Regions from separate parts of the Ovis aries genome. Here region 1 is linked to region 2. The links are chromatin contacts, called in public Hi-C maps. All regions are on one chromosome and are shown on one strand. The core of a region is the stretch at or near the end of the contact, and the rest is flanking DNA. Distances in the headings are between cores, read along the strand shown. Region 1 overlaps DST (dystonin). Region 2 overlaps DST (dystonin).

Region 1 (2,700 bases), core at 126-2,625, 150 kb after region 2:
TGTTTAATTGAGGTTTTTAAAAATTTTGTTACTTTTTTACAGCTGCCTTTCTGAAGGTGCTTCCTTCTTCGATTTATTTTAAAAAATGGCATTTGAAATAGCCAACTAAGTACATTGCTTCATTTTTTAAGCAAGATTTTCTTTCTGTGATAACCCTTTTTGAATGAGATTGAGTCAAGAAAGAGATACCTGCTTCAAGTAAGAGTTCAGTAAGTCGTACTGATGGAAAACTGAGGAATTGTGATCCCTGTCCTTCAAATTAGATCTGTTGCCCAGCTGCATCACTGGGTAGCCTTTTCAGTATGGCTATTCCATTTGCTTTTTTGCTTTTTTTAATATAGATCTCCTTTTTTGTTTAGGTGAAAGTGGCTGGCATTGCCAGTTTTTCTAGACTCGTTAGTATTATAATTAGTCCTTTGGTTTAATTACTAATTGATTACTTTGGAAACTATTTTTAATAAATACAAATCATAAGTCCTTTTAAGTGTATTTTCATCGAGTGTACCTCCAGATTGGAACGGCCTGACTTCCTGTCTTATATTCTGGGCACTGTTCTTATTCTTAATTCCTGGTGAATTCTGATGAGTGTAGTAAACAAAATTGCCACTCAGTAACTCAGAGGGCATGTGAGTGATATAGTTTTTGCTCTCATACAGTATTTAGGTCTCTGATCTATTTGGAAGAAAAGGTTCAAATAAATCCTTCTGCATGGTGAATATTAGTTTTTCAACATCATTTGTTGAAAAGATTCAACACTGAATTGCTTTTGTTCTTTTGTGAAAAACCAATTGTTAGGACTTCCCTGGAGGTCCATTGGTTAAGACTCTGGGCTTCCAATGCAGGAGGCGCAGGTTCAATCCTTGCTTGGGGAATTAAGATTCCACATGCTGTGTGTGGTATGGTGGGAAAAAATAAAATAAAAAACAATTGTCCGTAAATATGTGTCTATTTCTGGACTCTGTTGGGTTCCATTGATCTATATGTCAATTTTTTAAAAAAGCATTTTAAAAAAGATTCTTGATTTCACCTGAACTCCATTCTGGCAGTCACTTCCCAGGTCAGTTTGGATGGGTCAGGGGGAACACTTAGAGGATTTGGTGCAGGAGTGGAGGTTTCCCTCTCTGTGTTGGTCACTGAGCAGCATTATTTAGTTCCAGCTGTATGAGAGGACACAGTGCCAGGTACCAATTGTAACAGATGCCCTGGTGGGCCCTGCAGGAGAGACAGATCCCCTCTGGGAAGTGGGCGATGGAGTTCATGATTCTGTGTCCTGAGTTTCTCTTTTCTTCTCCATCACCAGGCAGGCACTCAGGAGCCCACAGCTGAGGGCATGGCTAAGGTCACAGGCAAAGTACAGATGGCCCATCTTTTATTTATTGAACAGAACTTCTTTGTCTGCTGTATGAAGGGTACTGTGCGAGGCACAAAGCATTTATAATGAGGACCTAAGACTCTGTCCCCTTAAGGGGCTTCCGCTTGTGCTATCATGTACGTAACACTCTTCTTGAAGGAAAAGGATGGTCGGTGGTGTCCTGGTATAAGCCAGGGACTATGGGAGGGCAAAGGAGGGACGCTTTCATGATTTGGGTGACCCTGGAGTTTGACCTTGAAGGAAGAGTAAGATTCAATAGCCAGAGGAGTGGGGACAGAACAGCATTTCGGGTAGAAAGAATACCTCAAGTGCAAGCAGAGGCCGCCACTGTGCAGCCGACATTGCTTCCCAGCTCTCTCAGCCCTCGGGGTTGGAAGTGCAGCTGTCCCACCCGGGCGCTGGGGCGCGTGTGTGCTGAACCGCACCGCAGCTGTGTCCCCACTTCACCTTTGCACACATGGCCCCTGAGTTCCAAGGTGGTCTCTTATCTGTCTAAAAGAGAGGATGTTCAGAACAGGGACTGGAGGGAAAATAAGATCCGCTTAGGTGTTAGGCTTTAGTACGCAGCATACGTGGGCATCGCCTCTGATTCTGGTCATGAACGCCTGCGAGGACTGACTGTCAAACGTCCGTGGTCCACAGGTCTCTGCTGAGCAGATTGAAATCTGGAAATTTGGTAAAATTGCAGTGTCGTTTAGGAGGTGATCCCTTTTTTTAAAAGAATTGAAGTATATTGGATTTACACTGTTAACTTCTGTACAGAAAAATTCAGCTATATATCTGTATGTATCTATATATACTGTGTATCTCTACATATCTGTATTCCACAAAAAGAATACACACACACACACACACATACACACACACACACTTTTCCACATTCTCTTCCTTTATGGTGTATAGGATGTTGAATACACTTCTTTGTGCTATACAGTAGGACCTTGTTGTTGTCCAGCCTGTGTATAATAGCTTACATCTGCTAAGCCCAGCCTGCTGCTCCATCCCTGGGAGGTGATCACTTTGAAAAAATTGATGCCAGCTTTTTCAGCTTGAATCTTCCCACAGAAGGTATAATTCTGTGGCAGAGATTCATTCCAGCAACAGCGTATACAACATCTGTTAAAATTTTTCTCTATTAGTGATGGATAAACCAATATTTATGATTCTGCCCACACATTTGGGTCTGGGGGCCTTGGAGTTTCATCTGGATTGAAGGAAATGCTTTACCAGGGGGCAGGTTTCAGCGTGGTTGGGAGCAGAAGCAGTGGGATCGCATGATCTGGGGGTGTCTTTAAAAATAGTCTCCGTGTTCATCTCCCTGTGGCAGT
Region 2 (2,700 bases), core at 101-2,600:
TGATTGGGACAGAGGCAGAGAGATCTGGGGTCCCTTTGACATCGGCATCTGTTTTGGTTCTTCTCCAAGTGTCTATGAGATGCTCTGGGGGACCTGGGTTCAATCCCTGGGTTGGGAAGATCCCCTGGAGGAGGGCATGGCAACCCACTCCAGTATCCTTGCCTGGAGAATCCCATGGACAGAGAAGCCTGGCAGACTACAGTCCGTGGGGTTGCGGAGTAGGACACGACTGAGCGACTTTCACATGAGCAATTACTTAGTTAGGTTCTGTCACTGAGGACATAAACCCAGGGGATCTGATCTTGTGAGAACAGGCCTACACTAAGCAACACACACACACACACACACACACACACACACACACACACACACACACACACACACACACACACACACCATAAAAAGCCTTGCTTACCCAGCCCTTCATTTTGAAAATATTCAAATTTACAGCAAAGTTGGGAGAGCAGTACAGTGAAGACTCACTGTAAAGCTGTTGCCACGTTAACCGATTCCTGTTTATATGGAAACAGCTGAGAACAAGTGCGGGCAGCATGAGTTTAGGTGAGGAAGCTTTTCTGCAACCAGCATACCATCTGCACACCTCAGAAAATGGACAGCAGTTTCCCAGAATCAGCTAATAAACGGCTGGTGATCCAGGTTCACATTCTCCCCGTTGTCTGTTGTCTTTTTAGCTTAAAGAGAAATTCAGACTCCCACCAAGGCTCATAACTGTGTTGTTAGGCTTCCGCTTTGGGTAGTATGTGTGTTCTGTGACATTGACCTTTTTCCTCTTTGAAAGAGTCCAGGATACAATTATCTTCAAATATCCCTCAATCTGAATGTGTCTAATTGATTCCTCACAGGCTTTTTATTTTCTTTTAAATTTTTGGAACTGTGCTTACTGCAGTGTGCCAATGTCTCAGGTGTAAACGTTTGTGAGAGGCCACGTGCCCGCCTCTGGGCCTCGGGCCGCCTGGCTGTGTCTCGGGGTCTTATCTCCGCACTGATTTCTTGCTGCCCTCAGAGAATGCCGGGCAGAGGCAGCTTCCTGGCACCTTCCTCCAGATGCGGGTGCCGAGGCTGGGCGGCTTCCAGGGTCAGCAGCTCCATTGTGCTAGTCCAGATCCCCCACCGGGGTTTCAATTAGAGCGGTTATTGTTTAGTTCCCCTGCTAAAAATGCCGCATTATGTCACTATGCTGGCTTTAGGAGATGGAGTTGTTTTTGCACCGTGGGAGTGAATTGGCGATTAGGAAGGTCCCTTTGCGCTTTCGGAGATCTAATCCAGCTGCTCAGACCGCCTTCCCAAGGAGGCTGTGCTGAGACACAGTGCGTGGGTCTCTGTCCCTCACAGCCTAGCGGTTTGTTGTTGGTTGCAGAGATCCACTATCAGACCAGAGGACTCTCACAGTCCTTTATTTAAGGAAAGAAGGCCAAATATTAAACCATGATGACCCAGGCCAGCTTTGTCTTTACTCTCCTAATTACCTTTCTTCCCTTCTGAATACTGTACATTCTTTCCCCCCTCCCCCCTTTTTTGGTTTTCAACACGCAGGCCAAATGGGGTTGACAGTTGAGGATGTAACTTGAAGTTTGTGTGTGTTTGCTTATGGGCTCTGGTCTGAAGAGAGGTTTCCATGGACGCTTTTAGAGGTGTCCATGAGCCCCAGACAGTTAAAATCACTGGGTTAAATGGTTGTTTCTTCCTACAGCCTTTGATATTTTCTCTGACCCTTGATATAGTATCTTCTCCTTTTCAGTAATTTTTTGGTATACTATTTGTTTTACGTTAAAAATTATAAGGAATAAAATTAAATTCATTCATAGTATTAGTCATCGCCCAGAGATATCTGCTGTTTACACTCTGGTAGATAGTTACCTATCTGCCTATTTATCTATAAATCATCTATCTTTCTATTCATTTCCACACATACACACACAGACACACACACAGACACACAGACACACAGATTTTTTTAAAAATAGGAATCATCCTGTATGCACCCTTCCCACTTTGCTAATGTAGATCAATAACATTTTTGTTTAATTGCTGCAAAGTAGTCCATTGTATGGATATACTGTCATTTATTTAATGAATTCCCTATAGACAGATATTTATATTTTAACAGGAATCAAACCTTAGGCAACAGGAGCAGAGCAGGAGGAACTGGGGTCTTTTGCTGGTCCCAAGAGTTCTCTTCCTTTGTCTGAACTTTAAGCCCCACATCGAAAGCGAGGCCTGGACTTTGGGTCAGAGAACATGTTTGCTTTTTCCAGAAGAAAGGAGTGTACCCCCAGCTCTTGAAGTGGCTGCTGCTGCTGCTAAGTCGCTTCAGTCGTGTCCAACTCTGTGCGACCCCATAGACGGCAGCCCACTAGGCTCCTCTGTCCCTGGGATTCTCCAGGCAAGAATACTGGAGTGGGTTGCCACTTCCTTCTGCAATGCATGAAAGTGAAAAGTGAAAGTGAAGTTGCTCAGTCGTGCCTGACTCTTAGCGACCCCATGGACTGCAGCCTACCAGGCTCCTTGGTCCATGGGATTTTCCAGGCAAGAGTGCTGGAGTAGGGTGCCATTGCCTTCTCCGTGTGAAGTGGCAAATCATTTCAAATCAATAAAGAATAGTTTTGGAGGGTCCGTCGACTTCAAAGCAGCTTCATTTTAATCCATTCTCAGGAAGAAGAATATATATATGTATATGCA

The links. A called contact is a pair of places that touch in the nucleus more often than the background predicts.
Region 1: a contact with region 2 is called in a Hi-C map of hypothalamus, with 7 times the contacts expected there. The contact joins two enhancer-like sites. A contact is called at or near these places in 7 of 16 Hi-C or Micro-C datasets (hypothalamus, liver, muscle and 3 more).

The regions. Positions count from the first base shown.
Region 1 is chr20:3,656,211-3,658,910 of ARS-UI_Ramb_v3.0, forward strand. All of the region lies in intron 5 of DST (dystonin), which reads left to right. Among named protein-coding and RNA genes, the nearest start is that of TRNAG-CCC, 70 kb to the left of the region's middle. Within about 2 kb of position 1,376, at least 12 of the 54 cell types and tissues checked have an H3K27ac peak or open chromatin away from gene starts, as enhancers often do. A contact at or near this core is called in hypothalamus, where this site is marked.
Region 2 is chr20:3,503,526-3,506,225 of ARS-UI_Ramb_v3.0, forward strand. All of the region lies in intron 3 of DST (dystonin), which reads left to right. Among named protein-coding and RNA genes, the nearest start is that of TRNAG-CCC, 82 kb to the right of the region's middle. Within about 2 kb of position 1,351, at least 8 of the 54 cell types and tissues checked have an H3K27ac peak or open chromatin away from gene starts, as enhancers often do. A contact at or near this core is called in hypothalamus, where this site is marked.